Linked DNA regions of Sus scrofa: regions 2 and 3 are each linked to region 1. The links are chromatin contacts, called in public Hi-C and HiChIP or PLAC-seq maps. All regions are on one chromosome and are shown on one strand. Each heading gives the region's core, a stretch centred on a gene start, on an enhancer-like site or on the middle of the called end of the contact. The rest is flanking DNA. Distances are from core to core; before and after follow the strand shown. Region 1 holds the start of LIN54 (protein lin-54 homolog). Region 2 holds the start of MRPS18C (28S ribosomal protein S18c, mitochondrial). Region 3 holds the start of HNRNPDL (heterogeneous nuclear ribonucleoprotein D-like).

Evidence for each region. A called contact is a pair of places that touch in the nucleus more often than the background predicts. HiChIP or PLAC-seq counts read pairs in DNA pulled down with a chosen protein or histone mark.
Region 2: an H3K27ac HiChIP or PLAC-seq map of alveolar macrophages shows a contact between it and region 1. The contact joins the promoter of MRPS18C here to the promoter of LIN54 in region 1. A contact is called at or near these places in 2 of 47 Hi-C or Micro-C datasets (heart right ventricle and skeletal muscle) and 1 of 2 datasets of contacts at active chromatin or transcription factors (alveolar macrophages).
Region 3: a Hi-C map of liver shows a contact between it and region 1, with 5 times the contacts expected there. The contact joins the promoter of HNRNPDL here to the promoter of LIN54 in region 1. A contact is called at or near these places in 4 of 47 Hi-C or Micro-C datasets (fibroblasts, heart right ventricle, liver and 1 more).

What each region holds. Positions count from the first base shown.
Region 1 is chr8:135,329,447-135,332,146 of Sscrofa11.1, reverse strand. It overlaps LIN54 (protein lin-54 homolog), which reads right to left and starts at 1,279. Exons shown (of 13, transcript XM_021101867.1): 1 at 1,070-1,279.
Region 2 is chr8:135,025,452-135,028,151 of Sscrofa11.1, reverse strand. It overlaps MRPS18C (28S ribosomal protein S18c, mitochondrial), which reads left to right and starts at 1,433. Exons shown (of 7, transcript XM_003129356.5): 1 at 1,433-1,750; 2 at 2,045-2,208. The coding sequence starts at 2,109. It overlaps HELQ (helicase POLQ-like), which reads right to left and starts at 2,034. Exons shown (of 17, transcript XM_013989417.2): 1 at 1,501-2,034; 2 at 1-427. The coding sequence starts at 1,683.
Region 3 is chr8:135,801,126-135,803,825 of Sscrofa11.1, reverse strand. HNRNPDL (heterogeneous nuclear ribonucleoprotein D-like) reads right to left here and starts at 1,296. Exons shown (of 9, transcript XR_002346906.1): 1 at 64-1,296. It overlaps ENOPH1 (enolase-phosphatase 1), which reads left to right and starts at 1,493. Exons shown (of 6, transcript NM_001243830.1): 1 at 1,493-1,753. The coding sequence starts at 1,670.

The DNA of each region.
Region 1 (2,700 bases), core at 30-2,529:
AACGAAAAGAAAATACAGATTATTTTAATTATCAAAGACATAACAAGAAAACCTAAGCTGCAAGCTTCTGACGGGATCAGAATTAAAAAAAAAAAAAACACGTAAATTAGCTGCCTTTATTGATTTCAGGTTTGATAACCACCCATCCAAAAGCTGGATTCTATACCTACCATTCGACTACAGCATAAGACCTGTCTGAAATGAGCAAACGGAATGTACAGATTTCGAACAGAGCCACTCGACTGTCTTTCTTCAAAGTTAGTTTAAGAAGAGAGAGTAAGAAACTGAAAAAGCCATTTCACTTCCTTACCTTGCTTGAATGACAATTCCACATAAAAGACGGCAGCTTCAGGCTTAAACAAGTGCTATCTATCAATCGGCCCAGTCGTCGTTTCTCTATGCAGCCTGCTAGACGCCAGGAGTATCGAGCCTGCCCAGCTTCTTCATCTTTAAACTTTATTTCCCCTCCGCCAGCCCCATCCATCCGCACTCTGCTTGGTGTTTACCGTTGCTTGGCCAGGCTAAGCCCTGGCCCGCTCCCTTCCCCGTGCACCTCGGGAACATTATGACATTTGGCTGGTGGGCTTCGCGAGGAAAACGGACACACACGAAGACACCATACAAAGGGGCGTAGGAAGAACCGGGCGGCGGGCAGTAGGGAAAGGAAGGGCTGCTACGAAATGACACAGCAGCAAAACCGGTTCCCAGAAACCCGGGGCCGACACGGCGGCTCCTCGGGCCGCGCCGTGTGCGTGTCAACAGCCACGGGAGCCCTCCCTCCAGACCGCCCAGAAGGACAGGCTGCCGGCGGAGCGGCGGCCCAGCCGGGTGACAGCCGCCCTCCCGAGGGCCGGCGGGAAGGGCCCGAGCCGGGAGGCTCCTCCCGCCCCCTGCGGCCCGGGGATGGGGCGCGGCGGCCCCCAGACTGCAGGTTCCCGCTCTCCGCCACGACCCACTAGCCGGGCTCCCGGAGAGGGCGGTCCGGCGCCCTCCGCCCGCGCCTCCACCCGCAGCGCCCCCTTTCCCGCCGGCCCGCCCAGAAGCCCCCACCCCGGGGGCTGACACTCACCAAAGCCGGCGGCGCCGCCGCCTCCTCCTCGCGCCGCGCTCCCTGGGCTCCCAGCAGCCGCGGCGGCGGCGGCGCCTCCGAGACACAGACCCGGGTTTGTTCAAAATCACGCGCCCAGCGCCATTCCACCGCCGCATCCCATAATACGCCGGGCCCTCCCCGCCCGCGCGCCCCTCTCCGCCCGCCCCTCCGCTCCGCCCGCCCCGCCTCCCGGCCGGCTTCCTTCGCCCCGCCCCTTCCGCGGCGCCTTGCCCCGCCCCTTGGCAACCCGAGCGAGCGTCATCCCGCAAGGCGCCGGCAGGACGCTCCTGCTCCACGTGACCCGGAGTGGGCGCCCGGTCCAAGCTTTCGCACGGAATGTTCCATCCGGCTGAGACTGGGAGGGGGAAGAGCGGGATCGCGCCTGCAGTTGGGAGGTTGGAAGGGACCGCGCTACCGTCTCGCTTTCCTTGTTAGGAAGTCTCTGCTGTGGGTGCAGTTTCCAGCATCTTGCCGCTGTTTGATGTACTTGGGTGGGGAGTGATCAGTAATCACAGATGCCAAATCTTTTCGTTTTTTAGGCCCTAATGTTGCAGGGGTCGCTGAAAAGCCCGTGGGAGACCATGCAGAGTTAAACTTATTTTCAAAGAGACTTTCGTTTGCAGTGTACAGCCAAGACTAACACAGTCAAAATTCTTTGTATTTGATCACCATTTCCTTTTCTTTTTCCCGCTATTCTTTTTGTAAGGTGAGAAAAGATAACCCAAATTTGGAGTAGGATAAGCAGGCACTGAGAGATTCAGATAATAACTGCTCTGTATGAGACAAAAACTACAGAGGAAACAATAGAGAATGCATAATATAAAATGATGTGGTACAGTCTGTAATTGCTAATGGAGCAGGGAGGACATGCAGGTCAACGTGAGTGACTGTAGCCTGGGAACACAATGGAGGAAGTGAGACTTGCTGTAGCAGAGGCAGCAATCACTTTGTTTTAGTTTTTTTAAAATTGTAGTTGATTTACAATGTCCTGTCAATTTCTGCTGTACAGCGAAGTGACCCAGTTATACATTTATATATATATACACGTTCTTTTTCTCACATTATCCTCCATCATGTTTCATCACAAGTGACTGGATATAGTTCCCAGTGCTATACAGCAGAGTCTCATTGCTTATCCACTCCAAATGCAATAGTTTGCATCTACTAACTCCAGACTCCCAGTTCATCCCACTCCCACCCCTCACCCTTGGCAACCACAAGTCTATTCTCCACATCCTTGAGGTTTTTCTATAGATAGGTTCACTTGTGCTGTATTTTAGATTCCACGTGTAAGTGACATTATATGGTATTTGTCTTTCTGACTTACTTCACTTAGGATGAGTCTCTAGTTGTACCCATGTTGCTGCAAAGGACATTATTTTGTTCTTTTTTATGGCTGAGCAGGAGTCCATTGTGTAAATGTACCACACCTTCTGAATCCATCCATTTGTCTTGTGTATATGTACCACATCCCTTTGGGTTTTTTTGTTTTTTTTTTTTTTTTTTTTTTTTGTCTTTTTAGGGCTGCACCTGCAGCATATGGAGGTTCCCAGGTTAGGGGGTCTAATCGGAGCTGTAGCTGCCGTTCTCACGGCAACACGGGATCCTAA
Region 2 (2,700 bases), core at 184-2,683, 300 kb after region 1:
CTATGCTACTAACGGGCAATTCCTCATTCACAGTCTTGTGAGAGGATGAACCCCTATCCCTCTCTTTAAGAGATGGATCGCCCAAGTTATTTGAAGAGCTGTGCAAATGTTCAAAGAATAACATCTGTGAAGAAGGTACATCATACAAAAGATCAGCTTCAGGTTCAGTAGCGACATCTTCATGCCCACTCTGGTTCTTTGTGTGCTCCTCTGTTTTTACTCCAGTGAAGTCGCCTACAGTGTTACTGCTGAGGATGCTGTGTTTAATGCTTTCTGAACAAAGATCTTCAGGGGCATGATCTGTAGCATGCTCCTCTTGTTCTGGAATTTGCATATATTTTTGTTCCAGGTCATCAACTTGAGCTAAAAAAGAGTTTTCAGCAAAACTATCATAGTCACCAAACATGTCCTCTTCACTGTCAATATTCTGGAAAGAAAACAAAAGATCTGTGGTCAATTCTAGCTTCATGAATAGGTTTCCGGAGGAGTTCCCATCGTGGCTCAGTGGTTAACGAATCCGATTAGGAACCATGAGGTTGCGGTTTTGATCCCTGGCCTTGCTCAGTGGGTTAAGGATCCAGCATTGCCGTGAGCTGTGGTGTAGGTAAGCAGACTCGGCTCGGATCCCGCGTTGCTGTGGCTCTGGCATAAGCCTGTGGCTACAGCTCCGATTTGACCTCTAGCTCTGATTTGAACCTCCATATGCCGTGGGAGCGGCCAGAGAAATAGTAAAAAGACAAAGAAAAAAAAAAAAAAAAAAGGTTTCGGGAGTTCCTGATATGGCGCAGATGGGTTACCAATCCGACTGCAGCACTCTGGGTGCTGCGGAGGCATGGGTTCCATCCCCAGCCAGGACCACTGGGTTAAAGGATCTGACATTGTCACAACTGCGGCTTTGATTCAGTCCCTGGCCCAGGAACTTCCATATGCCGTGCGTGCAACCATTAAAAAAAAAAAAAGAATAAAAATTTCAGCCAAGGGCTCTCTCAGATACATCGTTACATGGTTATATATGTATCACAGACCAAAATGTAAATCATCCTCTTAAATAGAAACTATCATTCCCATTTTACAAATGAAGAAACGGGGGCGGAGAAAGGTTAAGTGGCATAAACTTGAAAGGCTAGGTTTGCATTTCAGTCATGCCACATGCATTTCAGCATGCCACACTTGCTGTGCGTACAACTTGTATGTCTTGAGGTCTATGTTTTATTTACATGTATATATAAAAAACGGGCCAACAGTGCAATACCTCACAAGTGAGATTAACATCGATAACAAAAACGAGGTGAGCACCTGAACGCTGGCAGATAATTGGGCAGCTGGCGTTTGCACCTGGGAATGGATCTGCCAATTTTTGTTTCAAGATCCACGCCCCCTGCAGCTGGTCGCCTACTCTTCCATTGAGCATGCGCACTGGGAGACCTGGTGTCTCCTCATCCCAAGGGTGGGAAATGGAACAAGAAACTCAGAGGAATTTGAGGGGTGATGGGGCTGTACCTCGACTGGCTGCACGTCCACGGTTTTCCGCCGCCGGCTCCCAGCCACCATTTCCTCCTCTTCCTTCTCATCACCGGGCTTAAGCTCGGCTGCGGTGGGGGCGGCCAAAACGCTCTCTGTGCTAAATCGGTTCCTTTTGCGGACAGACACCCGCCGGCGGATACGGGAACCGCCATCATCCATGGCAGGGGCTGAGGGCCCTCCCCGAACGTCGTCTCCAGTGACCCAGCCGCCAAACCCCAGTAGAAGGGTGAGTGCAGCAACAGGGGAAAGGTAGCAGCAGGTGGAAACGGGGCTCGCGTCTCCATCCACCTTTGGGAAAGACCACCAACCAATTATCGGGGCTCTGGAACCGGAAGCGGAGGCACAAGCATAAGAGCCCGCCCTCTCCTTGTCCAATCGTTAACGTCCCCAGCGGGCGGCGCGGAGTCCGGGTGGGAGTGGAGAACGGGAAGATGCTGCGCAGGCGCATCGAAAACTTCAGCTGCTCTTGGTTCTCCGCGTTCGCCTGCGGAACCTTTGAACCGAGTGCTCGGACCCACAGGGGAAGCACACCGGAAGGGGCTGGTCCGGCGCTTTGGAAAACGGAAGAGGAGGGGCAAGGGGCCATGGCGGCTGTGGTGTCTCTTTGCAGCCGGTTGGGGAGGAGAAAGTCGACAGACTTCGTGAATGCTGCTGTCTGCCTTACGGATCCCGGGACTCATGCAGGTAAAGTCTCCACATCCTAGGCTCCTTTGTAGACTTGCAGCCGTTGGCTTAGCCCTGCTTGGGTCGGTGGAGATGACACCGTTCGCTAATGGACGCCGGTGTCTAGGCCTTAGGTTTCTCCAAGGTAAGTGGGAATCTGTCATGGCCTGTCACTAGTTTTTTAAGACTGAAGAGGACGTCCAGTACAACAGTGATGGGGGGGTTCTCAAAAGGAGGCAGGGACATGCTTACGATCTTCGGGTAGAACTTGATAGGAAGCATCTTCACAGTAACCCCGCAGCAAATTCGATATCCGAGGTCCCAAATCAGGGCGAAATTGTGACATGGGCCCTGGAATCTACCATTTATGCACTTTAATCTACTTTGTGCTTCTCTGCCAAAACCTACTCTCTGTAAGGAGTCTGTTTTCATTTTTCCTTTGCATTAAAATCTGTCTCTACTCCATGAGAGAGAGGAAATAAATTTCAGGAAGAGAACAGGTAAGAGATTGTA
Region 3 (2,700 bases), core at 47-2,546, 470 kb before region 1:
CGGCCCCCGCGGGACGAAGGGCGCGCGCGGGGCGCTGGGGGAGGGGGGAGACGCGTGCGGTACCCGTCATCCTGCTGATTTTTGCTCGCGTTGATCTTGGACCCCTCTGCGAACTCCTCTATGTTGCTGTACTCGTTCATGTCCTCCATGGCGGCGGGGTTGTCGGCCGGAGGGTGCGGGCGCGCAGTCCGAGTCGCGGCAGCGGCGGCGGCGGAGCGTTGTATGGAACTGGATTTAAAATGGCGGCGGAAGAGATCCGGGCGCCGCCTGCGCCCTCCCTTTATAGCCGCCACGCCGGCCAATCGCGAGGGCTGCTGTGCGGTGACGTGGCGCTGGGCCCGGCGCGCCCCCTGCCGGGCGGAGCTGGGAGCGAGCGAAGGGAGGAGCGGAGCGAGCTGCCGCGGCGCCCGCGGCCGCCAATGGGAGAGGCTGCGGGAGGCTAAAGTAGCGGGAGCGGAGGGGAACAATGGCGGCGGCACTTGGGAAAGCCGGGGCGGGACCTCCATCGCGGCCCTCCCGCGGAGGAGTGAGGTCGCGGCCGAGGGGAGGCGGGCTTGGGGAGAGGGATGCGTCAGAAGAGAAAAACGACGGGGCGAGAAGTCCTGGGGTCACGAATCCCGAGCAGCGCCGTCCCAGGGCCACAGTCCCTCTTGCCTTGAGAGCCTTTGTCTCTGGCGTCCGGTCCAGCCCACTCCCAGCAAAGAGCCGCCAACCCCGCCTCTTTCCGCCCTCGGATCCCCAGTGCCGAGCTGCTGCTGCGGCTGCCGCTGCTATCAATGAGCCCCGTGGGCGCGCTGCTCCGGGAAGAGGCGGACTGCGCCCGGCGCCCGCAGCCGAGGTGGCGAGCGCGCCCGCCCGTCCGCCGCGCGCACGCGTGTTGTCCTCGAGCTGCCTGGACCCAGCCGACCAGGGAGCGGGCGCGCGGCGGCCCCTCCGGGCAGCGGCGCAGGACGGGCGCCTCTCCGCTCCGCCACGGGCGCGCGGGCCGAGGGGGCGCGGCGGGCCTCCCTGGCCGATCGCAGGCCCACGCCGCTCGGCTGGCCGGGACCCAAACGGCCTCTGTTGCTGGCTGAGGATGGGAGGAGGGGCGCGGGCCCGGTCGGATTACTGTCAATACGCAAACGCGGAGGCAGTGGGCGGGGAGGGAGGGTAGGTGCCGTAGAGGGCAAGGGGCACTCACATCCCCGGCGCGCCACTCGCGGGGCTCCCGTCTGCACGTGCCCCGGGCCTCTCCCGCTCGCTCTACCAGTCTGCGGAGGGCGCGCGCCCGCGCACCCGGCTCCCGCGTTCGCCTCTTTGTTCCCGCCCACGCGAGGCCCATCTTGACGGATCGGGTGCGAGGCCCTCTAGCGGCCAATCGGCATCGGCGCCAGGGCCTCTCCCCGCCCCCTCGGGGCCCCGGAGGACCGCCCCTTTCCCTACCCACGTGGTCTCGGCCTCCGGCCCCGGATCGCTCCCGAGTTCTGGGCGCCCGTCCTGCGGGTTTCTCTGCTTCCTTGGCCGCGGAGGGGTCCTCTCCGCCTCGTGCGTCGGCAGGGCGCGGTTGCCCGCTCTGGGGTCCTTGCGGGACTGTCGGAAGCTTCGCCCGCTGCTGCCGCCGCCGCCGCCGGCGCCGCCCGCCGCCCTCCCCACCAGTAGGCCGATTCCCGTGGTATCATCCGGTAGGGAAATGGTCGTGCTTTCGGTGCCCGCCGAAGTCACTGTGATCCTGTTAGATATCGAAGGTACCACAACCCCGATTGCTTTCGTGAAGGTGAGGGGCGGAAGGGAGCGGGGAAGTTACTTGTGCTTTCAAACAATGAAGTATTTTAAAGTGTTGCAGACCTCGCCCTGGAGACCGGAGGCGTGGGAGAGACGGTGTGGCTTTGCACCCGCTCTGGGGTGGGAGGACGTAGTCTGCGGCGGGTTGCAGGGATGCTGTGCCTCACCGCCTTGTCTTAACCTTCCCGGGTCCTCGCCTTCCGCTAGAGGCAGGTGGTTGGGGAAGAGATGGAGATGGTGGTGAAGAGGGGACGGAGGAGGGCAGTGTGGCCCCCCCACAGGTGTGCGCCCAGTCGCCCGACAGGTGTGCGCCCGCCTTGTGCCGGGTTGAACCTGGCGAGGTGGTGGCCGCTGTCTAGCTGTCCTTGAGGCTTCTAGTCCCACGCTTCTAGACTGAAGTGTGACTTTTCGGGTAGCCCAGGTATCTTAAAGCAGTAATGGTTGATCTTTGCCGTTTCCCACTCCTGCTTTTAGTGGCCGAACTGCACACTGTGCGTTGCTGGATTAGGCTAGCAAACATGTCTAGATTCCGTTCATTTTCTTCAAAAATGGAAGCCTAAAGTTCTTAGCCAATACCTTCCTCCTAGAATGTCAGTGGTAACCAACCCTTGTCTACACCCAGTTCATAAACCTGTAACTTTGCTTTTTTTTTTTTTTGTCTTTTTGCCATTTCTAGGGCCGCTCCTGCGGCATATGGAGGTTCCCAGGCCTAGGGGTCGAATTGGAGCTGTAGCCGCCGGCCTACACCACAGCCACAGCAACGCGGGATCCGAGCCGCCTCTGCAACCTACACCACAGCTCATGGCAACGCCGGATCCTTAACCCGCTGAGCAAAGGCAGGGAGCGAACCCGCAACCTCATGGTTCCTAGTCGGATTCGTTAACCACTGTGCCACCACGGGAACTCCCTAACTTTGCTTTAAAGCACGTTCCTTTTTAA